Linked DNA regions of Mus musculus: all the other regions are linked to region 2. The links are chromatin contacts, called in public promoter capture Hi-C maps. All regions are on one chromosome and are shown on one strand. Each heading gives the region's core, a stretch centred on a gene start, on an enhancer-like site or on the middle of the called end of the contact. The rest is flanking DNA. Distances are from core to core; before and after follow the strand shown.

Region 1 (5,073 bases), core at 1,622-4,121, 1.4 Mb before region 2:
ACACACACAAATACAACACACATAAACAAACAAACAAACAAAACTGTGTCACAACTATAAGTCTTGTACTTTGCAAATGTTCACAAAAAGCCAATAAAAATATTACAGTATAAGGCTGGTTGTTTTAAATAATAGCCACAAACCCCAGAAATGGATGCCAGCAAAGACCTATCTGCTTGAGTCACATGTTTAGCATAAGCTCCTCAAGGGACAATGGTCATTAACTGAACTAATTATGTTCTCTATCTAGAGATTTAAATGGAAGACTTCAGAGTTTTAGGGCACATAGAAAAGGAACAATGTAAAAGAACATGGAGAAAAAAGGCAGCATACTGAGATTGTGCTAGCAGAACATTGGGATGCTCATTGGAGAGAGCCACTCTTCCAGCTGCTTTAAAAGGTTAAAGAGCTTTCTCAGCTGGTTGTACCACTTTGGAGTAGACAGAAAGAGCATTTCTTCTGATGCTCCTGTCTGGTTATATTTAGGTATTTCTATGGGTGCATACTTTTGATATCTATTCTTCTATATAATCTGAGCCATCTATCTTCCCTGCATGCATGTGTCTGTGTACCATGTGCCATGTAGTACCCACAGAGGCCGGAAGTGGGTTCATATCCCCTGGAACGGGAGGTATAGCTGGTTATCAGCCATTATGTGGGTGCTGGAAACCAAAGTCTGTCCTCTGCAAGAGCAGTATGTGCTCTTAACCACTGCGACATCTCTCCAGGCCCCTGAACCATCGTTGAAAGTGAATTCAATCCACACTGGAATAATAGAATCTTCTAAATTCTCCAATCTGACATCTAAGAACTTTAAGTCAGCAACTAGAACATTTTTGAACTTTATAACTACTTCTCTGATTACTAATATTCCTAGCCTAAAGCAATATTGTTAAACTTTTTGAAAGAACTCAAAGAGGGATATTTTTGAGTAGATATCAGAACACGATACAAAGACACCCAACAGGAATATAGATTTCAATTATGCATAGCATGTTGTTTGTATCCTGTTCTATTTAGTAGTAGTAGTAGTAATAGTAGTAGTAGTAGCAGCAGCAGCAGCAGCAGCAGCAGTAATAGTGTGCAGATGTGTTCATAAACTAGAACGGATATAGAGGCCAAAGAACAACCACGAGTCAGTTCTTTTTCCACTTTGGTATACACTGATCAAAGTCAGGTTGTGAGGTTTGTGTAGCAAGTGGTTTTACTGGTTGATGCAACTTGCTGAACCTCCCACCCCACTGCAAGGTAACCTTATGCTAGCTACATTACCACGGACTAAAGTGCTACGAGCTCAAGAACACTGGTGGATTGGGGCATCTGCTGAATATACGTTTAACCTGAGTCTGTTTTAAAATACTTAAGATAGTTCAAAGGGGAAGGCAGTTATGGCTCAGTTCTCTGAGAACTTGAGTTCATCTTGGGTCCAATCCCAAGCACCGAATAAACATGGTTTGGAAGTCGGTAATCCTAGCATTTGGACAGAGAAAAGAGAATTGAAAGATCAAGGTAGCAGAACAGCACTTAATCCCAGCACCTCGGAGGCAGTGACAGGTGGATCTCTAAGAATTCCAGGCCAGCCTGGACTACGTGAGACCCTATAAAAATAAGTCTATTGTGAAGGGCAAAAAATTAAGGACAAGTGTGCTGTTCTCTCTTGGCACCTTTATTTCCAGGCCTAGCCTTTAGTTTGGACTTCGATGAACTAGGCCTAGGGTCTAGCTTTCCACCCTGTTCTTCAATATGAGGATATCTCAACTCCTCTAGTTCTCTGGAAACAAGAGCTTTCTGCCTGTACGACTGTTGTAGAAAATATGACAGCCTTCCCTTTTCAGGCATGGCCCGCCCACACCAGACAGCTAAGCCTCCTCCTTTTCCTCGGCGTTTTTGACAATGGCTGACTTTCACGTTTCTCCAGAAATAACCTCTCGAGTGTTCAGTATGAAAAGACGCACTGATCTGGCTGCAGGACTCCCACGCGCGCGCCTGTCTGTGCGAGGTGCGTGCCACCCGGCGTGTTGCCCGAGTCGGCACCAGGACTGGTCAGCTCGCGCTGCTTTTAATGGAATTTCTGACATTTGCGAGCTGCACAGATTTCATTCTTCCCACAGTTCCTCAGCCACGAATAAAGCTTAGTCACCACCCACGTTAAGCCCAGACTAAAGCTAACATAGCAGGACGGTAATTTGAAGTATAGACAAGTGCGAAGCGAGGTGTCAGCCAACCTACAGTCCGTCAGCTAGGGCCACGCGCCTCGCTCCTTTTAAGGGCCGGCAGGCGCAAGTCGGCCAACGGCTCAGCACTTCACCAATCACCGTGCTTCACGCCTCTGGTTCCGCCCCCGCACCCACATTAGCCAATCACTGAGGAGTTGCCTGCCCGCCCGCCCACCCGCCGGTAGGGCCACGCTTTTGGACCACGCAGGCGCCCCGCCGAGCAAAAGCAGACAGAATTTATTTTTAGCTCCCCGCTGAGCGGCACCTCTCCTTGGCTCCACCCTTCCAATCCCCAATAGAAGACGGAGTTTCCATTGCGTCATCGCGCGGCAGTCTGGGAGCCGTCCAGTCAGAGCTCGGGCAGGATTGTCGTAATTAAAAAGCGGCGGAAGTAGGTGGGAGGGTCATGACGCAGCGAGTTTCGGTCGTGACTTTTCCGGGGGCTTTGGGGCGTCTCCGCTTTTTCCCTTTAAAGTAAAACGTTTCCCCGACGCTCCCCCGCGCGTTCCGGGCTGGGAGGCGGCGGCGGGAGGCGGCGCAGACGGGGCCGCGCGCGGTCACGTGGGTGTGTTGTTGGGGGAGGGCCCGCGCGTTCGGTTCCGGGCGGTTGAGCGAGCTAGAGAAGGAGCGAGCGAGCGAGCGAGCGAGAGGCAGCCGCGCCCGCCGCCGTGCTCTGTATGCCGCGTTCTCCCGGCGCAGCCGCCGCCGATAGTCTGAGCCGGAGGAGCCGCCGCCGCCGCGGTTAATGTGGTTGGGTCGGGGCTGAGCAGGCCACCAAGATGCCTCAGTCCAAGTCCCGGAAGATCGCCATCCTGGGCTACCGGTCTGTGGGTGAGTGGCGGCCCGGGCGATGTCGGGGCTGAGCCCCAGGACGCGGACGCGCCTGCGAAGTTTGTGGCGGCGCGGCCATGTGGCGGGCGGGCGGGCGGCGCGCGTTTCATAACCTCCATTTTGAGTGGAGGCGGCGGCGCCTTCCCCTGTCCCCAGGCGCGGCGGACAGGTGGCGGGGCGGCAGGCCGAGGCGGCCGCGTCCTTCCCTCGGCGTAGGAGCCGCGGGCCACTGCCCGGGAGTCTTGCGGCCCGGAGCAGCCTAGTCGGATCCCCGCATCTGTCCCGCCTTCTCTAAGCACGGTCTGTCCCCACCCGTTTCCCCAATCCCACAAGCCCCGGGCATTTCAACAAAGGAAACCTCTCCTTGTGACCTTTCCATCTGCAAAGAAGTTAAGCCTTTTAAAGAAAACAGGGAAACTTCAAGACGTTTGGCTACCAAGTTTTCCGCCTCCAAGAAACCTAGACTGGACCCCTCACAGGCCAGCTAGGTAGCATCTGGCAGCCAGCACAGGGAAGAGGAGAAAGACGTCTCTAATGTGTCCTATTTTTCTTTTCCCCTTTGAGGAGAAACAAGGCCAGGCACTTGGAACCAGGCTGTTAAAGTAATTCAAAAGCCCGTTTGTTTTCCTAACACCACCACCAAGCGATTGACATACATTTAAAGTTGTTCCTAGTAATCACCTTTTTGCCGAATAGAGGTGGTCCTGGGTGGGGTGGGGAGGGAACGCGGTGTCCAGACAGTAGTATTCAGTCCATCGTGTGATACAGGACATTTGAACTTAACCACGCTGCAGGGTGAGGCTTTATTGTTTTTGACCGACCGGAACAGGGGACTGTCACGTTCATCTTTAGTGCTGTTTGAAAGATGTAACTGTCTCCAGAAAATGTGCGTTTGACAGGGACCACTGAGGAGTGGAGAGTCTGGCAGTAGAACACCTTCCCCACTGGATGGGCTCCTGCTAGGCGGTTCATTCTGCGTTCTCACCCTGCTTTCCACTGCTGGTGCCCGGCTCTGTGCTCTTTGACCAAGATCAGTCAGGGCCTGCTTACTTTTCACCTTCTCTCCTCAAGAACTGGAGAAACTCCTTAGGAAGGGAATGGAAGATCGGAGACAGTGTGACAGATGGGAGTGCCTAGAGTGGAAAGGTGACACGTGCATAGTGCAGTGCTGAGGTGTTCATAGTAGGAAAGAGTAGGTGACTGCTTTAACAATTGCAACCCTAGAGTTAACAGGCACAAAATTACGGTGAATCCATTCACACCAAGATAGAACTCCTGATGTAACCAGTGTTGGTTGTCTGAGTCACCATACTGTTTTCTGAATTCCCTCCAAATTTGGAGAATGAGACCATGATGTAACTTGGCTGTTGATTGAGTACCCTCTAATCAGATAACTAATTGAAGATAGTAATCTTGAATGCAAGGCATAAATAAGTCACAAGTATCAGGGTTACCTGTTTTCAATGCAAGAGAATATTCTACCAGTCTGGATTTTATTGTAATTTTTGAAATGGCAATGGGTTTAAATAAGTGTAGTGTTATGTCTCCTTTGCTAAGAACTTCTGTCAATAGAAAACCATCCTGATTTTTTTAGGCAAGGTCTTATGTAACCCGGGTAGTCCTCGACTCACTGTATAGCCTAGACTGGTTTTCCTGGGAAAGCCCCACTAGAGCCAGGATAGATGTGTCTGGCTACTCCTATCCTTCTCACAAACATTCACTCTGGGCTGCTGGTTGTAAGTGTAGTGCTAGCCCGGGGAGGAACACAGGATTGTAGACCTGTATGCAATGCCCTTGGTGTGTTGCAGCCTGTATTCTCTATACTTGTTTTCAAGTGTAATGCCTAAAGTAAGATACTACATTATTGCTAATGTTGCATTTAACTTTAGTTTGCTTTCATATGAAGGACATATTTTCTAGTTTCTGGATTCTTTGTAGAGGAGTAGTTGGTCTTTTCAGCATGTACTAGCCACTCTTCTGGGAATTGACCACTTATTAGAACTTAGAGATGTGTGTGGTGGCAGAC
Region 2 (5,332 bases), core at 1,414-3,913:
TACCTGATTACTCTTCAAAGATGAAACTCACTGGCATGTAAAATTACCTAATCCCATTATTTCCACAATTATTTAGTAGAATGTACCTTACATCAGCTAGTTCATATAAGCACAATATGCAGTAACCCTGCTCTAAGGTTTATACAGAGGAGAAAGACTTGTGAACGAGTGTGTGCTCTCCGACCTTTGTAAGTACTTCTGGATTGAAAAGCACTCATCTTTCAGTTGCTACACAATCAGAATCATCAGTCAACCCATTAATGGCCCACTCATACCTGGCTATTTAGAAAAAAGATACCCCTCCCAGGATGCAAATAAACTGAAACCAGTCACACTTTTAAAAGTACAGCTGAATGACACCTGACATTTAATTTTCTATCTCAGACTTCAAGATTTTAAAGATGGCATAAAACAGATTCAAGTCCCTATTAAGAAATGCTTTTATTTAAGGACTATCACAACAAATCCCCCAATCCAATAAGGAACTGGGCATGGGGGAAGGAATGAAGACCAAAGCCTTATTTTTTAACTTACATAATGATGATAGTATGCAATAAGACAAATTTAAGAGGCAGCAAAGCACGGAGTGTCACCTTACCACATATACAAGCAACTGGAAATGATTAAAGCTTTAAATACAGGAGAAAACAGAGGCAACACAAAAAACAGGAAGAAAAGAATCCTTATATCCAGTGAGTAACAGGTTTAGGTCTGTTTGTACAGCTCCCTAAATTTTACTCCAAAACAGAATACAAGAACCAAAATATACAAAATTAGTTAGGAGTTGAGTGAGAAATGTTTAACTGAAGGTAAAAATTCCCAATCATGCAAAATGGGCTACTTAACAAAACATTTTACTTTGACATATTAGTTAAAAATGGGCGATTTAAAGTCAACACAGACTATTATCTGCATCGAATAAATGTTTAATGTTTAAAAGCCCCCCGACCATGAAATTTCCAAGGCCAAATGTCTTATTGTTTTCAAAAGTGGTATTGTTTTATTTGCCTCTTAGGAAAACCCAATAAAATTAATCAACTATAACACAACACTGTAATTTGCAATAAAATTGACGAATTTTTGTAAATGGCTTGGAGGAGGGGGGGGCAAGCCCAATCTTTTTCATGTAAACATAATACGCTTGTAATACACTGCAGACAAACGCACTGCATGGGGTGTGGAGGACCCGAGCTGATTAGATTACCACAACATCAGCCTGGGGCCGCCATTTTTAGAATCTGTAAAGGACAAAAGAGGGAAATTACAGTTTTTACTCTCCATCTCAGAAATTAAAGGGAAAGGGAGACTGTTTCCCAATTAGGTATTGCTATCTTCAACCTAGAGCTGAATGCACCTCACTTGATTCTTCTCCAAGGTCTCCAGAACTGCAAACACATATATATTATCTTCATCTCTAAAGGATGAATAAAATAAGCAACACCGAAATTTACTTTAGAACTAACTCCAGTGATTTCCCTTTGACTTTAAATTTGATCATTCTTGAGAGACAGTCTAGATAGGGCGGATCTAGGCGGAACTAAAGCCAGTGAGGCAAGCACCCAGGATTGTTTTTTCTCTCCCTCCTCCCCCGTTTAGCACAGGGAACCGTTTGTTTCTCATCTCTGTCTGCTGCCACCGCGTCGGTGCCAATCCTTCGGTCAAAATAAGCTTTCCTGAAATGAGCCATATTGTGGATTCTAAGGCTCTGGCACAGTAAAGGACGGCAGTAAGGCAAGAAGAGCGGGGGAGGAGACTGCGAAGGCTGGGTACTGACTGGGGTGACCACCTTAGGGGCGGGTTTACCCTCTCCGGAGAGGATGAGGAGCGGTCTCTCTCCTACAAAGAGAGATGCCCAAGGCGTTCTTTTAACCCCTTTCACATTTAAGAGAACATTATGCCACCGAATGGCAGGGAACAAGGGCAGGAAGAAGAAAATGGGGCCTAAACGTCTTCTCTCTGCACCCGAACAAGATGCAGCTGGAGGAGGGGAGAGCTGGCAGCTCGCGGGACCTCTCCGACACCAGTCACAAGCCTCCTTCCTCACCCCGGAGGCCTGAATCCGCTACCAGGGAGGAGGGCGCCCCCTCCCTAACTCCCACTCTCAAGGGGGTTTAACTGCCAGTTTCCCCTTCCACAACCCCAAAACCCGCCATAATGCCCCAGTGCCAGGGACAGGCAGGAGAAAGGACAAATTCCATTTCCACAAGCGACGTGGCCCCAGCACAGGCGCCTGGGGTTCAGTGTGGACGCCCGGCTCCCGAAGGACAGCGACCCTCTCTCCCTAGAGCCCTAAGTCCCCCCACCGTGGACCCCACGACACCCACAGACACGACAGGCACTGACCTGTGATGGTCACACACCAGACACCCGAACCCTGTTATCGGCTCGACCCCGGGCGAGGTTCTCCACACCTCAGCGCTCGGTCGACCCCCGACGACAGCCACTGCGGTCGCAGAACCGACTCCACACCCCCTCCCCAAGCAGCAGCGCGCAGCGTCTTCAGTGGGAACCCAAGAGTCGGGCACTGCGGGCCACGGCAGGAATGACGAGGAGACGCTGAGGCTGCTCCGAGTGTCTATGCCCCCTCTGCTGCCGCTCCCGAACGCAGGCTCGATCTCCGACTCGGCCCCCTGCGCCCGCTCAGTGTCACTGCTTCTCGCTCTGGGAAAATGGCGGCGGCGACGGCGGCGGCGGCGGCGGCAGCGGCGGCGGCGGCGGCGGCAAGCGCACGGGGCCCGCCCGCCCCGCTCCGCAGGGGCAGGGGGGAGGGGACGAAGCTACTCGCCGCCATCTTGGTTATGGGCTGCGGCCCGACGCGGCCTCTCCGCCGAGGCGTGGAGACGTCACGCTAGAGGCCGCGAGCTGGCCAGACACTCCGTCTTTCCCACAACAGGTGCATTCATCCATCCGCCGACGGTTGGGGAGGTCTTGCTAGCTGGTGGGCTTGGCTCTTTACCCGTTGTCCCCGAGTAGCCCTCAAGCCTGGATGTAGGTGAGCGTGAGGATGCTACTAGTGGGTAGAAGGATGACAGCAGGGACGGGGACGACCCCCCTCCCATCACTTCCTAAGGTGATGCACTTGCTCCTACCCCCCAAGCAGCCTCAGTCCCGGCAGCCCCCTCCCCCCGGCCTGGCCTGCCAGCTCAGGGTGAGCCCGGTCGGATTGTCACTCGACGCCCACTAGTGGCTGAGGAGGCTCCAGTGCGCAGGCTCCGGGCACCGGATAAAAGCGGAGCTGGCGAGTCCCGCGCTGTCTCGATGGAGGAGCGAGAAACGCAAGAGGTCGGGGGGAGAAGCCGCAGAAAAAATTGCAGCCATCGTCAGCGCCGCCTCCCTGCCACCGTGTATGGGGTAAAAGCTGCCGTTGCCGCTGCCGGTGCAGTCGCTGCCGCCGCCTCCTATACTTCTTAGCACCGGGGAAGGATTCCCCGCCGCGGGACAGTGTGCTGGGCGGGGAGCGGGAGTTCGTTTGTGTGGCGGTGATTAAACGAGGGAGGGACAGAGCTGGTTTCTCGAACCGAAAAGGGGAGGCCAAGGAACAAAACAGGGTTCTCCACTAAAATCACACAGCGATTACGGATCTGGCTTTGGGGGCCTTTCCCCGGAATGGCGGTTTCCGTCTTCTTGGCCCGCAGCACGACCTTGGGTGCTCCGTAAGAGGAGTGGGGAGAGGCAGAGGCGGTGTCGGCAGCCAATCGGCGTCTGGTGATTTCTGTCGGGCGCGTAGGGATTGGCTGACGATGACCTCATGCTGCAGCAGCGGGTGGGGCCAGAGTCGTCGGGGGTGGCTGTTGCAAAGGCAGAGAGTGAGAAGTGATGACGGTGATCGTTGTCGCCGCGTCTTCTGTGGAACCCAAGCAGTGCCGAAGGAAGTCGCAAGGCTCTTCCCCGACCTTTTGCTCCTCTCCCTGCGCGAGGTGAGGGCCCTGGCTCGGCCTCTGCGAGACTTTGGGGCGCTGGTGCGGCCGTGGAGGCGCAATTTCTCCTGTGACTTTTGTAACTGCGTCAGGGCAAGATGGCGCTGGGTCTCCTTGGGGCGCGGGGGGAGAGGCACGTCCACCGCCGCCGCAGCGCATGTGACCGGCTGCATTCCTGTGGGGTTTGGCGGGGACCCAGGCAGGGCGGGGGAGGGGACCGGGTTTGGGCGGAGGAGATGGTGGTGCGGTCGGCGTTGGCTGCCCGAAGAGGAAGAGATGACTGTTTGAAAGCTCTTCCCCTCCCCCACTCCCCGCAGCAGAACTGCTGCGGGGGGGGGGGGAGCCCCTGAAAGGACACTCCTTTCGGGGTGTGCCAGCCACTGGTGGAGGAGAAGGTTTGACGCCTTCTTATATCTGCCTTTCTCCTTGCAAAGTATGCTTACGTAAGGTGGCAGTTCCCTCCTGTAAGCCAACTAGGAGGCCCTGAGTGTCACTGGTATGGGTAACAAGGACAGGTTAGGCTCTGAAGGCACCACAGGTAGGAGTGTTGATTATTTCAGACAAAACATAAAGTTTGGGGGGTCTGAATAGAAGACTACAGCATTCTCAGAGTTTGAAAGCAAGTGAATAACACCCAGGAACACTTAGGGTTTCTAGGCAGACAGCGATTAAGGACTGCATCACAGTCTGAACGGAAGGGCCCTGTCAAACCTTCTCCTTAGATTCTTTGTGTTCATTACCCTCCCTGTCTGTACATCCCGTGAGAGAGTTTAAGTAATCTTACTGGTGAGGGTTGCCTTTTCAAATATAAGTATTCTTAGTAATTTTAGTATTTTGTTCTGTATGAAACTGAAAGGTCATTTTCTATACTTCACGTTGCATTTTGTCGTCCTTTTAAAAATAAAAAATGGAATTACAAATGCTTCTGGTAAATATTCGTTAAAGCTCTCTATCCTGCGTCTTTAAAGCACATTTGCAATAGCATAAAACGTATTTTTAGTGGGACTTAGGGATGGGAATGAGGGCTCGAATGGGTTTTGCTATTTAATAGCCTAGACTAGCTTGGAACTCATACTCCTGCCCACCCTCCTATTGCTAGGATTACAGGCTCTGCCTGGGTACTATTTCAACAAAACACTGTATTTGGTGCTGAGAGAAAATGAATGCCTACTAGGCCTAGAAACTTCATTAACCTGGGCCATGGTTATGTTAATTTATGTTTATTTTTAGCGGTAGACTCTTTGTAGTTGGAAATCAAGATTTGGTTTGTAGCATTTTTGTTATTAGGTAACAATGAGAATGAGCGAAAGTCAGTATTTTAAATGGAGTTATGTATTACAAAGAGTTTAACAAATTCAAAGCTTTTTGTTCCTGCTTATCTATTAAAATGGACATTTTGTATAATTGTGGAATAA
Region 3 (4,888 bases), core at 588-3,087, 1.1 Mb before region 2:
GAAATGAAGCATCAGACTCGAGGACACTCACTCATGTGCCCTGTGGTCAAGACTGACTGCATTTCTCATCTGTGATATTACTTGGCCTTTGAATAAAGTTCCTTGCTACTTTGTAATCTGTGTATGCTCATGTCAATTGTGTGAAATATCAATAGAACTACTCAACTGGTGGAGGTTATTCTAGGAACATGGTCAGTGGTATTTAAATGGCTTAACTCTGAACTCTAAATTCTAGCAGAGGAGAACTGCTTCTACTGTTGGGGGAGAGAGGTGAGATTAGTGTTTTGTGTCTTACAGGGATCTTATTCAGACTCCCTTAGGCTTTCCAGTCATTGCCATCTCTGTTGAATAAATTCCAATGAGGCACTGAGTAATGAAGACAGAGTTTACCATAGAGTAAAATGAGGACACCCTCAAAGGCAGAGGTGGACAATGGACCAAGAAAATGTTTCTCATTGGTGGGAATGGACAATGGTCACATGGGTTTTATACTAGTGCTTCGTTTCTGAAACAGACAACTTCCTTAGCAGCCGCAGTTTCCTGTTTAGGCGATTGGCAGGCCCATTTGGATTTCCTTTTTCTTTTCTTTTTTCTTTTTTTTTTTTTTTAAAGCTGTGTGTGTGTGTGTGTGTTACAAAGCCTCCTTTTACCTTCCTCCCTTTTCTTTCATTTATTTATCTATGTGTATGAGTACACTGTAGCTGTCTTCAGACACACCAGAAGAGGGCATCAGATCTCATTACAGATGGTTGTGAGCCACCATGTGGTTGCTGGGAATTGAACTCAGGATCTCTAGTAGAGCAGTCAGTGCTCTTAACTGCTGAGCCATCTCTTTAGCCCGTTTTCATCTTAAAATTAGTGTGCTGCCAAAGACACAGGGGGCAGGCTCTGAAGCTACTTGTGATGTCCACCCTCAATGATCTTCACGCCTAATTTCTATTTAGCTTGGCAACATGGTGACCTTAGAGGAAAAGGGGGTCACTTTCTGAGAATGCACTCAGGGGCACTAAGTTTGCTTCCTTCTGTGTCATCAGTGATGACACACCAGTGGACAGGACCCTGGACAGGTAGCAAGCAAGGGTCGTAGAGTTGTTTTGTGTATGAGGCTACAGATCTAGTTTATAATGTTCCTAACACTAAGTCTGCTTTAGATTTTAGACAGTGAGACTCAAAGGAAATGAAACAAGTCACAACTAAGTGTCCATAGAGCTAAACTCAGCAAAGTGGTCCTATACTTTAGATTTTTCCACCACATTCGCATGGCTCTGGTGGAACCCAGAAACTCTTGACTAAGATACCAAGGTTCAGCACAGCGTCTGGCACTTTCAAAAAGTTTCGTTAGCGATGGACGAGGCTCTCAATTTCGGTTCCATGAGACGAGGATGCCTTTCTCGAACAGAGTTCTGTTGGCGTGGTCTACAAAGGGTTACCTCACTTTCAGAGCCACCTGCCCAGCAGCAACTCGCTCTTCTTTCCCCTCCACCTTCTAACTCTCTTCTCTCATTGTTTGGTCTCGCACTCTTAGGACGCTGGCCGGGAAGCTTAGTCGCACTTCCTGCTGGTTAAACCAGTAGAGCAGCCTGGTAAATTTATCTGCTAGGGGTGGGGTATCCTTTGGGAGACCAGCCCACCTCTCCGAGGAGCAATCTGGGATTTGCAGTTTTCAGTTCTTCAAACCGGCTTGGTAGGACGGGCCTCTTGGACTCTAATCCTCCCCCAACCAGAATCATCGCGCGTTCTGATGCCGTCACTAGAACGGCGCAACACCTGGGAATCGTGGTAGTTCCGGAGGAGAGTCCCGCCCTAAGTTCTTACGATTTGAGAACTACATTTTCCAGAAGCCCTCGCGGCAGCGCGCCAAGGGCCGCCCGGGGCCGTGATTGGTTGGGGAGCCGGCCGCACGCGGAGGAGCTCAAGGAGCAGCTCTGTTGCGACAGAGGCCGAGCGGCGAGGCCCCGTGAGTTGAGGGGGAAGGGGCGCCGGAGGGGAGGAGAGTGTGGACCCGTGAGCAGGAAGCGGGAGGAGAAGCGGAAGGGAGCTCAGGGTCGGAATGGAAAGGGCCGAAAGGGAAAAGAACTGGCCCAGGCAGAGACGCCGGCGAGCGGGGTGTGGGGGAGGTTAGGGGCAGCGAGCGCAGAGACCCTTAGGGACCCGCTGGGGAGGACTCGTGGTTCCGGGAGAGAAACCGCGCCGCAGTCGGTGGGGTGGATGAGAGGGACGGAAGGGAGGTCCGGGACGAACTCCTGGCGAAGAACCGAAAAGGAGGCGGCTGGCAGAGGTGCGCGAGCGCCAAGTTCGGAAACTGGAGACGAGGGGCAGAGCGGTCCCTCACTAAGGCCCTGGGGGAAGAGCGCATCCGAGTGAAGCCGGCGGTGGGGATTGGCGCGCGAACCCCAAGGGAGGAGATGAGGCTGGAGGAGCGGTCGAGAGAGTGTGAGAAGCCCGGACAAAGTTGGCGGGGACAAGAGTTGGGCACCACAGGCTTGATAGGAAAATTCCAAGGAGGGATGGGATAGCACTCAGACATTCTTACCTGTAAGTTTAGAATTTTGGAGTATCTGTTTGCTTTTCTTCAGACTCCTGAAAGGACTGTAACTACCCCTGTGGCTCATCACCATGCCTTCCGACCTGGCCAAGAAGAAGGCAGCCAAAAAGAAGGAGGCTGCCAAAGCCCGACAGCGACCCAGAAAGGGACATGAAGAAAATGGAGATGCTGTCACAGAACCTCAGGTGGCAGAAGAGAAAATCGAGGAGGCCAATGGCAGAGAGACCACAGGAGATGGAGGTAGGTTGGGTGAGTTTCCTGAGCTGGTTTTCGAAGCCAAGATCAGAATCTGGATGCAGATGCATAGGCCTTTAATTCCAGCATTTGGGAGGCTAAGGTAAAAAGATGAAGGTTTGAGGCCAGGCTGTCCTCACATCCCCATCTTTTTAAACAGAGTAAAGCACCCACAGACACATGTCTTTATATGCCATGAAACTTTTTGGTGACACCCACACCCATAGAGTTAAAACTTGTTACTGATGAAGGAAACTGAATTCAAGTGGCAAACACAGATGGGAGTTTTTGATCTACCTTGGTTGGTGCTGCAGTAGACAATAAAAGGGAAGGCAACTTGTACTATTTCCTGTTTTTCTTCCTACCTATGGTGGTGAGTATACAGGCTCTACCATATGGTGCTGTCTTTTCTGGGGGGGGAGGCAGATGTTTGGAGATAGAAGGGTTTCTCTGTGTAACCCTGGCTGTCCTGGAACTCTGTAGACTAGACTTGCTTGAAATCATAGAGAGATCCACCTGCCCCTGCCTCCTAGCTGCCGGGATTAAAGGTGTGAGCCACCATCCCTGGCTCATATGGTACTCTTAATGTCACAGGGATAGTGATTATACCAATGAGTAATGTGTAACATATTGTTATATATCTTCATGTAATTTTTCTGATAATATATTTATGGTTTTGTTACTTAGGTTTAGGGGATTTATTGTAGCATTTTTCCATATTAAATAAGCTACTCACTCACACTGTAAACATAGTTTGCTCTCAGAAAATTTATTTTATTATTTCTTTCTCTCTTGCTCTGACAGAACACTCTGACTAAAATTAACTTGAGAGGAAAAAGTTCATTTCTTCTTATATTCCCAGGTCCTTTTTTTGTTGTTTTTGTTTTTTTTTTTCGAGACAGCCCTGGCTGTCCTGGAACTCACTTTGTAGACCAGGATGGCCTCAAACTCAGAAATCCACCTGCCTCTGCCTCCCGAGTGCTGGGATTAAAGGCGTGCGCCACCACCACTACCCAGCTTCCCAGGTCCATTTTTGAGGGAAGTCAGGCAAGGACTTTTGTTTTGTTTTTCAAGACAGTTTCTCTGTAACCACCCTGGCTGTCCTGGAACTTGCTTTGTAGACCAGCTGGCCTTGAACTCAGAAATTCTCCTGCTTCTTCCTCTGGAGTGCTGGAATTAAAGGCATGGGCCACTACACCAGGCATCAACTAGCTTGCTTATGTAGCACAGACCCACTCAGCTAAAGACTTCACTGCCTACACTGGACCCTCTGCATTCATTAGAAATTAAGAAAATGCCCTAGACATGGTCATTGGCCAGCCTGATGAGGCAGTTCTTCTGTTGAGGTTCCTCTTGCCAGGTTTATGTGAAGTTGACAGCTAAGTTAACTGTGACATGGGCAAACATTGCAGTGTATGATAACAACCATCCCAGTCTAACCCTGTCTTCACTGCCCAGGAAAGCTGCACAGTCCTTCTGCTGCATGTAGACTGCTCACTGCCCTTTGAATCTTACCACACATGGTATTGTCCTTTTACACGTTAAGTTCTTGTGCAAACTTGAGGTTTACACACATGATTGTGTTCCCATTTGCTATCCCATGTCATTTTGCAGTGTTACTTATGTCTACTTTAGTCATTGCAGCTGTTGATTCTTATTTGAGGGACTGTGTTTTGAGGTGTGTGTGTGTGTGTGTGTGTGTGTGTGTGTGAGAGAGAGAGAGAGAGAGAGAGAGAGAGAAAGGGAGGGAAAGAGAGAGAGAGTCACCATAGATGCACTAAACAGATGAAGAAATGTCAAGTGGTAGGAATTGTCCCCAAAATAAGATTCTAGAAGGCAGCTAGTGTGATCAAGTTAGGCCATGGGGAAGCTTTATCCATGGCCAGAGCTATGGAAGATGGTGAAGGGGGAAACAGTGGAGGAAAGTGAAGTGGTAGGAGAGAGCATAGACTCAAAAGGGCTGCTGAGAAAAGCCTGTCTGTGAAAGCAGGGTGTCAGGCTAGTCTGTGTCATGGCACTGTGTAAAGCCCTCCGAACTCTGAATCTGCTTCGCATGACCTGAGCTCAGGTCCTGTGGAGTTTGCCTATTGGTCCCAGATCTGAGTCTGT
Region 4 (5,515 bases), core at 919-3,418, 1.8 Mb after region 2:
ATACTGGATCTTAAAATCCTGTTTTGCAGCCAGAAGTTTTGAATCAATACAGACATAATAAATGCTCTCATATGGTTGGGGAAATACCATTGGCTGAGAATGGTGCTTTCTAATATGTTTTGTTGATTTTGTTAAACTTGGTAATGTCCCCTTTCCTTCTTCCTTTTGCTTTTCAAAGCTTCTCGCCGAGGGACATGGATGAGTATGAGGACAGCCAGTCTCCAGCGCCAAGCTATCAGTATCCAAAAGAAACACTGAGAAAGCGCCAGAATTCAGTGCAGAATTCAGGAGGAAGTGTGTCTTCTAGGTTCTCCAGGAAAAGCTTCAAGCTGGATTACAGACTAGAGGAGGACGTAACTAAATCAAAGAAAGGAAAAGACGGGAGATTTGTTAACCCATGGCCAACATGGAAAAACATCTCCATCCCGAATGTGCTCAGATGGCTGATAATGGAGAAGAATCACAGCGGCGTTCCAGGTTCCAAAGAGGTGGGCAGCACGTGGCTGGTGTGGAATGGCTGTGTGCTTTGTGTACATATACATGACTTAGTTTGTCTGGGAGGTATGGGCCTCTACTTAGTGATTTGTGGTGTTTCTGTGTGATGAGACATAGTTGTAAGTTTTGAAGAAACAAATGGGTCCTATGACCACACCCTGCGGGTCCTGGGCAGTAGCACAGAATGTGTAAACAATCTTTCCAGTCTGTAGCCAGAGGCTGGGGTAAAGTGTTTTAGAAACAGAGGGGTGGAGTGGTCAGATCTGACTGGTAGGGTTGGAGTATGTGTGGTGGTCCTAGAAAACTGTTTTGCAGAGGTTTTCCAGATGAAGATGAGAAAATGCATGATGCATTTTAGAAAGTAGAAGTTTGGATGGATCTTGCAAAGTAAGCCATGACCTAGAGTGTGCCTTTAATACTTGTACTTGGCCGATGCTGCTATAAAAAAAATCTTTTGATGTCCTTTGCAGAGCTGTGAAGGCTGACTGTCTGTTAGCCTTTAAGGACAGTAGCTTTGCTATGGTGTCATTTGTCCCCTTTTAGCATAAGGTAGGCTTTGGCAGGGGTGCATGAGAGGGTGACCGTTCCCATTACAGGGGCATCTTCTTTCCTTCAAATCTTCCTTAGTTTCCCCCTGTACTTCCTGACATCTTTCTTTAACTCTGATCCTGCCTACCCTTTGGGGAGTTAGGGGCACTCCTGAAGGCTTTGATCTACAGTGGGAAGAGGTAAGGGGACTGTGCCAGCGGAGGTGGATTCTGGCATTAGATCTGTTTGATAAATGTTGCTTGTCTTTTTTTAAAGGATATAGGATTGGAAATCTTATATGGTGCCAGGAATAGTGGTGCACACCATTAATCCCAGCATTTAGGAGGCAGAGGCAGGTGGATCTATGAATTCAAGGCCAGCCTGATCTACATAGTAAGTACCAGGACAGCCAGGGCTATACAGAAAGGCTCAAGAAAAGGGGACTAGAAGCGGGGAGAGATGGGAAAAAAAGAAATCTTCTATCACTTCCATGCTAGAAATATTCATAGTCATCTTTATATGGTATATCTATATCTCTCTCTATATATAGATATGCATGTATACAAACACATATATGCATATATTTGCTGTGCTGCAGATTAAACCTGGGGCCCGATAAATTGCTTTTGTTGATTGAGACGGGGTTTTGATCTGTAGCCCAGGCTGGCTTCAAACTTGTAAAATTATCAAGTGCCATGAGGAGTGTACCACCATGCCTGGCCTCGATATTTTTTTAAGATCCTTCTGAATTAGGCTAGAGATTAATAGATAAACATTTATATTCAGAGCTTTTTAGGATGAGGCAAAGGGACAAGGAAACTGTCATGTTTGTTTTTGTTTTTGAGACTCAGCTTCCTATGTAATTTACCGGAGCGTACTGGAGCGTACTGGTGCTTACTGGAACTTACTGGTACTTACTGGAACTTACTGATAGCCCACACTAGCCTTGATCTTGTGATCTGCCAGCCTCAGCCCCTGACTGCTGGGTTTACAGGTGTGTACCCTCTCACCTGGCCTCCCCCCTCGCCATCCCCCTTGATGAACTCCATCTGAGAAGAAACATTCAACCTGGGAGGAGAGGGCTTAGGGTGTAAGGTCAGGATGGTGAGTTGTGTGGTTTTTGTTGGTGTGAATCTCTTCCTTGTTCTGAACCACAGCTTCTAAAAATAGAGGTTGTCAGTGAGAGGTTCAGTGCTGGCTGTTTCATTTGGAAGAGTCAGTGGCTGCATGAACGTACAGTTGTAGTTCTTCAGGTTTGAGAGATTCTAGAAATTGGATTGACTCTGAGGACCTACCAGGCCAGTGGGTCTTAAGGAAATATTTGTCCCTCCTGGAAACCCAAGAAAAGCCATAGAGGAGCACTGCCCCTGGCTGCACTGGTGTGGATCTTAGGGCCGCAAGTCTCTCCGTTCACTCGGTTAGTTAGCTGGTATTTACTGAGCATGTGTTGTGTGCCGGGCACACTCTGTTATGTGCTAAAACATGAATAGACTAAGTCAGCCAGCTGTGTGTGTATTAAAACACCAGAGGAGTGGTGAGTCAGCAGAGATGTGAGAGGGAGGGCTATGTATGGCTGCATTCTTCAGTGTATTAAAAAGATACCAAAGGGACTCATATCTTTGAATATGCCACTTAAGAATGAATTCGGTATAATCTGAAAGAAAACACCTTTGCACTACTCCAGTGTGTGCCTCACCGATGGCATCTTGTCTGTCCTCTTCCTTGTCTTCTGTGAAAGCCTAGAGTTAGATGAGATGCATGCTGGCTTCCCTTACTTCTGGGAAAACTGTAACTTTGTGTTTAAACACATTAAAAAAAACCATGCTGAGAGGAAGAGCATTTCCCCAGGGCAGTGACAGATCCCAAATCCCCAGACAGAAACAATAGCAGGACAAGTAGGTGAGGGCCCGAGACCTGAGGTCAGCTCAGATTTAATCAGATTTCTGGAGGTCATTTTATGAGTAGATCATGGCCTTAAGTCACTACTCGGAAAAGAAATTAATATTTACATAGGATAATTATATATTATGTTATTTATAGCATGTTACAGTATATTGCATTTGTTTACCTACATATCTGAAAGTGCTGTAAAGGAAACGTATGATTAATGTGCACACTAATTGATAATTCTAAAGAAAGTGGGTCAGAAACAGGATACACAGTTTAGTTGTCAGGCGAGAAAGAGTTTCTTCCCTGGGCCATTCCGGGTGTCTGTCTGTCTGTCTGTTTGTCTCTTCTGGAACATTAGGGCAGTGTGTCGGTCAGCTCACAGGCCACACATTGTTCAGAGACTGTTGTTGCTTTGTGTTGTTGTTGGCTCCGTGACATTGTCTGATTGTTATTATGATTCATAGTCACCTACAGAGGGGAAATGAAAAATAACCCTGGGCAGGCAGCATGTTAGGGGGAGGGAAACAGATGACTTGTGAGTTTCATGACTTGGAGGATGCTGTCAAATTGGCAAACAGGCTGCCCCAGCGTGGCTGGGTAAAAAAGAGTGGGGCTCTGGGAGATGGGAACCAATTTTATGCTCCTCCCTGACTGTGTGGCCTTCTTTCTCTCCCAGTCCTGGGAGACATTCCTCTGTGGTTTAAATCTTACTTGACCTGCACAGCTCATGTGTTAAAGGTTTATTCTTCGGCCTCATGCTATTGAGAATCGGTAGAAGCACTCAGAGGTAGGGGCGGTAGGAAGTCTCCTGGCCATTGGTGGCATGCCCTTGAAGGAAAAAGTGGGACTCTCATTCCTTTCTCCTTTCTTTCATTTTTGGGCAGGAATGTAAGGGACTTGCTGTAGATCCCCCACCATGCTGTGCTGCCCCTCATGGGCACAGAGCAACAGAGCCACTTGATGGTGGCTTGGAATCTCCAACACTGAGCAAACCCAGACATCTTGCTGGTACCTACTTTCTAAAATTTCACCTGGACATCTTGCTTTTGTACTCATCCCTGTAGTCAGTCCCTAGCAGGTGTTTTCAGTCTGAAAATACACTTTCTATACTTTCTTCAGCTGCAGGCAATTCCTTTATCTACTCATTGGAAAATTCCATCCTTTGTTTTGTTCCAAAATGTCTAGGTAGTCTTTGTGTACATTGGACACAGGAAAAAAAATTCCAGTACAGCCAAAGACTACAGATCCCAAGAGTTGCTTATAATAGGGTTTGTCCTGGATGTTTAAAATGGCAAATTGTCTAAAAAATTGTTTGTTTGAACCATAAAAGGTTCTCCGTGAAAGTCTTCCCCTCCGAGGGTGGATTCCGATGAGCAGAGCAGTACTTTTTTTGTTTGTTTGTTTGTTTGGTTTTTCGAGACAGGGTTTCTCTGTATAACCTTGGCTGTCCTGGAACTCACTCTGTAGACCAGGCTGGCCTCGAACTCAGAAATCCACCTGTCTCTCCTCCGAGTGCTGGGATTAAAGACGTGCGTGCGCCACCACACCCGGCCAATATTTTCTTTCACCAACAAATCACCACTCACTGGGTGATTTGTATTCCCTGCAAAACAACCCACAGTTTACTGCTACTCCCTGGGATCAAAGCAGTCTTTACGTCAAAACAGGCGTGTGGGTGGTTTTCCTTGGGAAGCTCGAGGGAGCAGATAATGGGAACTAGAAGCGCCCTCTCTGTGGAGCACCACCTGACCTGGCCTTTTTCCCTTTCCTCAAGGAAACCAAAACATTAGGATTCTTTTCCCTTTTGCAGTTTCCATGAAGGAAAGTTAACCAAGACAATATTGGTCTAGACAAGCAACTTTGTTTGCTTCGAGAAATCAAGAATCCCTTCCCTCCCTCCCTCCCTCCCTCCCTCCCTCCCTCCCTCCTGTTCTACATTCGCTTTCAAACTCTGTTGTGATGAAATGTTTATAAATCCTTCTTTCCTTTTCTGGTGTGTGTGTGTGTGTGTGTGTGAGTGTGTGTGTGTGTGTGTGCCATTGGGCATCTTCCTTAATCCCCCTCTATCTTAGTTTTTGAGACAGTCTATCCTTGAACCCGGAGCTCACAGACGTAGCTAGGCTGGCGGGCCTGTGAGCTTCAGGAATCCTTGTTTGCGCCCATTTAGTGCTGAGGTCAGCGTTTGTGGGGATGTGGGGCGGGGGGCCAGAACTCAGGTCTTCATGCTTGTGCAGCGGGCACTTTCCCCACTCAGCCATCTTGACTTCCTGAAGAAGTAGTCTTTGCTTTGCTTTCTTTTTGGCTGCTCAGTTGTAGGTTGTGTTTGAGTTTCCCGAGGAAGCTGCCAGGCAGTTCGTTTGTAAATATAAGCTGTTGCTTTGTAGTGAGGGAAGATGGGCACACAGATGTGTGTGTTAGTGTTCTGTTGCTGTGACAAAACACCAGCCAGGCGTCTTAAAAAAGGAAAGGTTTATCTGGGCCCAGGGTGCCATCCCTGTGGAGATGTGGGAACACCAGAGAGCTCAGACCTGGAACTGCAAGCAGGAAGCACAGAGAGCTGGGAGTGGTGCCAGGCATGGAAGCCCCAAGCCCCACCCCCAGT
Region 5 (5,287 bases), core at 1,890-4,389, 1.8 Mb before region 2:
CTGAAGACCTCTGAATAACACAGCAGCCTTTTAAAATATCATGAGTAGGTTCAGGGATTTGGTAAAATGAAGCAGATTACCCAAACATTTTTATTTTAGATTTACTTTTATTTTTAATTATACACATACACACACACACACACACACACACACACACACACACGGTCTGCAGAGTCCAGAGGTGTCTGACCCACAAGCAGTGTCAAGTCACCAACATGGGTACTGGGAATTGAACTAGGTTTCTCTGCAAGAACACCACTTCCTCTTAACCACTGAGCCATATTCCTAGCCTCACCTGAAAGACTTACAGGTCAGTGAATTGTAAGGGCTTTAAAGCTAGTGGAAGTTTAATTGTAGGAAAACAGACTGGAGCTCTGCCACTAAGAATAAACGTGTCAGGAATGAACTGGACTTGGTAGTTCACATTTACAACCCCAGCACTTGGGAAGCTGTAGCAGGAAGAATGTGACAACAGTTCGGGCCAGCCTGGGCTACAGAGTGAGACCCTATTGGGAAGTGGGATGAAAATCGCTAGCTAGTGTCTTTATGCAATTCTACTACCCAGCTTAGGGAAGAAGTCCTGACAGCTGTGTACAAAACGGTTTAGGATAGAGGGAGAAAATGTTTAGAATCAAGGAGTTAATGACAACAATCACAAGGAGAAGCCATCTTGGCTTGACCTTGGGCTGTGAAACTGAGTGGGGAAGGTAAAACAAAGACCAACTAACTACCTATACTGGTCAGCATGAATGGCGTCACCTAAGGAAGAAGAGGCTATAGCACCAAGCTTTCAAGTCTTGATGACCCAGAACAAGGGTCAGAGGTGAGCTGGTACATTGAAGATAGGGCAATGCCTTCACATTGGAACCCAGGCTTCACACAGAAACTTAAGACACACGGGAACTGTAGCTGAAGCTACAGAGAAACCAATGCAGAGCAGGTTTACGTAACAAAGGAAGAGCAGGTGCAGAGAACAGATACTGAACAGATCCTCTGGGACACTGGGAACTTTGGAGAAGAACCTAGGAAAAGACTTCCGAAGGGTTCCAAGGATGGAACACAGGGCCCCCAATGGAGGAGCTAGAGAAATTACCCAAGGAGCTAAAGAGATCTGCAACCCTATAGGTGGAACAACATTATGAACTAACCAGTACCCTGGAGCTCTTGTCTTTAGCTGCATATGTATCAAAAGATGACCTAAGCGGCCATCACTGGAAAAAGAGGCCCGTTGGACTTGCAAACTTTATATGCCCCAGTAGAGGGGAATGCCAGGGCCAAAAAGGGGGAGTGGGTGGGTATGGGGGACTTTTGGGATAGCATTGGAAATGTAAATGAGCTAAATACCTAGTAAAAAATTAAAAAAAAAAAAAGAAGAAGGGTTCCAAGGTACATCCAGAAGATGTGCTGACAAGCAATATGAAAGGCCATAAAGGTCACTGGAGACCAAGCCAGACAAGTGGAGCCATCAGACTCAGCAGTCAGTGCTTTTCAAACACGAACTAAGCAATTCAAACCTTCCATAGACATTCCAAAGACAGAAAGCAGAGAAACTATTTGCCAGGATTCTCTAGAGTAACAGAAATTATAGAATGGATTTCTCCATATAGAGAGAGGGGGGATTTATTAGAGTACTCCCGCAAGTCCAACAATGGCCGTCTACTGATGTCAAGTCCAAGAATCTAGTTGCTCATCCACAAAGCTGGAAGTCTCGGCTGTTCTTCAGCATACACTGGAATCCAGCATACAAACAGGCTCTAATGCCAGTGAAGGAATATGGACTTTCAAGTATGGGTGAGAGCAAGCAGGCAAAGAGGGGGCTTCCTTATTCCATAGCCTTTGTAAAGGCTGCCAGCAGAAGGTGTGGCCTTAGATTAAAGGTGGATCTTCCCACCTCAAAGATACAGATTAGAAATGCTCTCCCCACTTCAAATGATTTAATTCAGCAAAAATCTCTCACAGTTGTGTCTAGCCATTTTTGGTTGTCAAGTTGACAACCAAGAATAGCCTCAAACAGATACAGATAAAGGAAAGACCATGGATTCCAATTCAAATGAAGTATCTAAACCAGGTAAACTGAGAGACTGAAGAAGAGCAGGAGTCCCTGCCCTATGTTATAATGTCTGTCCTGAGTGATTGATTTTGGAAATATATGGCACTGCCTGTTAAGACAACACTGTGAATGTACCCGATGCCATTCAACTATACTAGTAAAATAATCAATAAACTTCATGTTAATTATACTTCACAAGAAAAATAGTAATATAAAATTGTTAAGAAACCTGGCAAGAAACAGCACAGAAATGTTAGAGATTTGATTCCAGGGCCATCAAATGAAAACTATAGACTACGGTATGGTGACATTTCAGTTGCAGAGCTCCGTGGCAGGCACATGCTGAGGGTAAGAAAGGCTTACTTCCTGTTTTTCTTAAAGCATTATTTCAAATAAAAGAAGAAATAAGTTTGAAGTAACTGTTTTGTTGGGCCCACGGACTAGAAAGCGTCTCCAGGGTCTCATTTTTTGTTTGAAGATAAGCAACCAACCAACATGATGGCTCTCAAAGTAAAAGGACAAGATCTGACAGACAGGTGGCGGGTCTTCCTATATTTATATTTAAAGCACTAGTTTGGGGTGTACGAAAACCATAAAAGGTAATTTTTTTAACAAGCATACTGCAAAGAAACATGCATCCTTTCTGTCTTCCAGCCTCCTGTACCGACGCGGTCTAAATCCTGACCGTAATAACAGCAATAAAGATAAAATCGGTATTTTTTTCTAGTAAATCACAACACTGGCTGGAGGTTACGGCCACCGAGAGAACGGCCATGCGCAGTACCCATCACTGCTGTTGAATCCGGAAGCAGCTCTGGCCTCCCAGGCCACCAAGCCTGCTCCAGCAGCCGCGTCCCTTCAGGCCGCAGCCCACGCTCAGGCGCCGACGTAGGCCGCGCGGGGTCAAGCGCCGCGGGCCGGCTACTCACCGCGACACCCGCAGGCCGGGATAGCGGCGCTCCAGGGCACGGGCTGCGGCATCTCCGCTCCCGCCACAGCCCGGGCCGAGCCGCACGAGCCGCGGCGCGCGACGCGGCCCACGACACGCAGCCTTGCGGAGCCCTCGCGTCACGGCACGCGTCACCGCACGCACGCCCTCGCCTCCGAGGATGACGTCACCGCCCGCGGCCTGGCGTCACGAGGCCCGGGCTCCTCCCCGCCCAGTGTGGAGCTGAGCTCTGTCCCATAGGGCCTTAGTGAAGTTCACTCCAGAGAGAAGCTTAGATGAGGGGACGACTTTTTCTTGGAGAGAATGTGAGGAAATTTAGCAGATCAAACAGAATGGTAAGGTTTTGGTAGTTGGTCCATTAATGCTGCTTTACATTGACGGGTATCTATATTAATCCTGTTATCTCACCATGCTATTCAGCCAAGACTTTTTTTTTTTAAATCCGTGATGTCTGGTAGAGCAATGGGACATATGTAAGGAGAAAATTCTGCGTCCCTTATTTTTAAGAAAGCAGCATCTCCTGAACCAATAAATTGTTCTAGCTAGCATTAACCCAGGATACTTCCCTCCTGCATTAACTGGCTGTGGTGACCGACTTTGACTTGAAATGCCCCACTGGGGCTTATGTGGAGCTTGGTGCCTGCTGGTGGTGCAATTGCCAAAGATTGTAGAAACTTTTTGGAGGTGGGGGTCAATCTAGAGGGAGAAGGATCAGGGATGTCCGAGGGTCTTACCTGGTCCAATTGTCCAAGTCTCCTTCTGGCTTCCTGCCCATCATGAAGTAAATAACCTACCCCATATACTGCTGTCATCCTGATGTTCTGCTCAAATGCGATGGCCAAGCAACCATGCAATAAACCCTCAGTAACCATGAACCAAAATAACTCTTTTCCCTTTAAGTTGTCAACACAGTGGCACAAAATTAACTCATATGTGGCCCTGCCAAATACTTACTAGTATTGTGAGGCTGTAGGATGCTCTGTGAGGTTACCTAGGTCTATCCTTAAGGCTGAAATCCTGATGGCCCTTATCTGTGTCCTTCCATGGCCATTGCCCTCAGTCAAACAGTTGCTGCTCAATGCCAAAGAAAGCATTTTTCATAGTTCCCATTCTTGTCCACACAGCATCTTAACGGGAACTCATGGTTGTTTAAGGGATGACTCTCTCACGAGAGGGCAATAGAACAGAAGCATTGTCATGCCATAACCATGTGTCTGCTATTGTTCCTGTATGTGTGACAACGTTCCTGACAGAAACTACTTAAGGGTTTATTTTGGCCACAGTGTGAGGTACAGCCTCTGCTGTGGTGGGTAAGCCATGGCAAGCAGAGGTCTAAGGTAGCCTGTGACACTTCACCCTCAGGAGGCCCAGAGAGGCTGGTGCTCATCTTACAACCTGGTTTGTTTTGTTTTTTTGTTTTGTTTTGTTTTTTTCTTTTTATTTGATCCCTGCTCCATGGCCACCCACATTCCAGGTAGGTTTTCCTTACTCAGCTAAACCTCTCAGGAAACCACAAAGACATGGCCAGAGCAAGGCAGTGCTGCCACACACCTTTTATCTCAGCACTGGGAAGGACAGCAGAGACAAGTGGATATGAGTTTGGGGCCAACCTGATCTACAGAGCTAGTTACAGGACAGCCAAGGCTACACAGATTAGCCCTGTCTCAAAAACAAACAAACAAAACAAAACAAAAAAAGACCTGCCCAGAACAGGAATGTTTCCTAGGTAATTTCAAATCCATCAAAGTGGAAGTGAAGATTTAGCCAGTTTACTAGGATCCTCAAATGGGTGAAGCTTACAAAATACAGGACCGCGGTGAGCATCCTCGAGCTCAGTCCTGCTAGGAACCCATAAGAAACACCACTGCAGTGATGAGAGAGCAGGTAGGTTGTGCCTGCATGGGCTGTGGGGGCATCCCTGTCAGGCATTTCCTCCTTTTTCGTCCTTTCAGTATGTTTCTTCCAGAATTTTCTTTGTAGATTTTGTGAATTACCCCTCTTTGGCCTTCTTAAACTCACCTTCTCTAGGGTGAACTCTATAGCATTCTCCAAACCCCAGAGAAGTTCTCTAGCATTGGGGAGTCTGTGGACACGGCAGGCAGGAGACTAGCTGCTTCTGTCCCAGTCCCTGCAGGGCCCAGAGCTTCTTAGAGAAAAGCAGGACATAATTGAAGAAGCCTTGGGAAAGCTGTGGGTCACAGACTAGAGAACAGAGGGCAAAGATGTGAAAATAGAAGCAGAAAAGAAGAGCGGCACAGGATATAAAAGCCAGTGGGAGCACTTGGGGA

The links. Promoter capture Hi-C pulls out the DNA fragments that hold promoters and counts their contacts.
Region 1: a promoter capture Hi-C map of pre-B cells shows a contact between it and region 2, with 3 times the contacts expected there. The contact joins the promoter of Rheb here to the promoter of Kmt2e in region 2. A contact is called at or near these places in 4 of 39 promoter capture datasets (fetal liver, liver and pre-B cells), 2 of 115 datasets of contacts at active chromatin or transcription factors (pancreatic cancer cells and thymic regulatory T cells) and 1 of 9 other capture datasets (liver).
Region 3: a promoter capture Hi-C map of pre-B cells shows a contact between it and region 2, with 3 times the contacts expected there. The contact joins the promoter of Abcf2 here to the promoter of Kmt2e in region 2. A contact is called at or near these places in 3 of 39 promoter capture datasets (the C10 cell line and pre-B cells).
Region 4: a contact with region 2 is called in a promoter capture Hi-C map of hippocampal neurons, with 5 times the contacts expected there. The contact joins the enhancer-like site here to the promoter of Kmt2e in region 2. A contact is called at or near these places in 1 of 39 promoter capture datasets (hippocampal neurons) and 6 of 115 datasets of contacts at active chromatin or transcription factors (acute myeloid leukemia, embryonic midbrain, embryonic stem cells and 3 more).
Region 5: a contact with region 2 is called in a promoter capture Hi-C map of liver, with 2.1 times the contacts expected there. The contact joins the promoter of Galnt11 here to the promoter of Kmt2e in region 2. A contact is called at or near these places in 2 of 39 promoter capture datasets (liver and pre-B cells).

What each region holds. Positions count from the first base shown.
Region 1 is chr5:24,840,159-24,845,231 of GRCm38.p6, reverse strand. It overlaps Rheb (Ras homolog enriched in brain), which reads left to right and starts at 2,871. Exons shown (of 8, transcript NM_053075.3): 1 at 2,871-3,047. The coding sequence starts at 2,996.
Region 2 is chr5:23,431,795-23,437,126 of GRCm38.p6, reverse strand. It overlaps Kmt2e (lysine (K)-specific methyltransferase 2E), which reads right to left and starts at 2,663. Exons shown (of 26, transcript NM_026984.2): 1 at 2,344-2,663. 5031425E22Rik (RIKEN cDNA 5031425E22 gene) reads left to right here and starts at 3,791. Exons shown (of 3, transcript NR_165300.1): 1 at 3,791-3,917.
Region 3 is chr5:24,574,416-24,579,303 of GRCm38.p6, reverse strand. It overlaps Abcf2 (ATP-binding cassette, sub-family F (GCN20), member 2), which reads left to right and starts at 1,837. Exons shown (of 14, transcript NM_013853.2): 1 at 1,837-1,957; 2 at 2,577-2,785. The coding sequence starts at 2,617.
Region 4 is chr5:21,678,129-21,683,643 of GRCm38.p6, reverse strand. Napepld (N-acyl phosphatidylethanolamine phospholipase D) reads left to right here. Exons shown (of 5, transcript NM_178728.6): 2 at 179-488. The coding sequence starts at 195. Among named protein-coding and RNA genes, the nearest start is that of Gm51277, 7.0 kb to the right of the region's middle. Within about 2 kb of position 2,168, at least 46 of the 459 cell types and tissues checked have an H3K27ac peak or open chromatin away from gene starts, as enhancers often do. A contact at or near this core is called in forebrain and hippocampal neurons, where this site is marked.
Region 5 is chr5:25,220,724-25,226,010 of GRCm38.p6, reverse strand. Galnt11 (polypeptide N-acetylgalactosaminyltransferase 11) reads right to left here and starts at 3,139. Exons shown (of 12, transcript NM_144908.4): 1 at 2,980-3,139.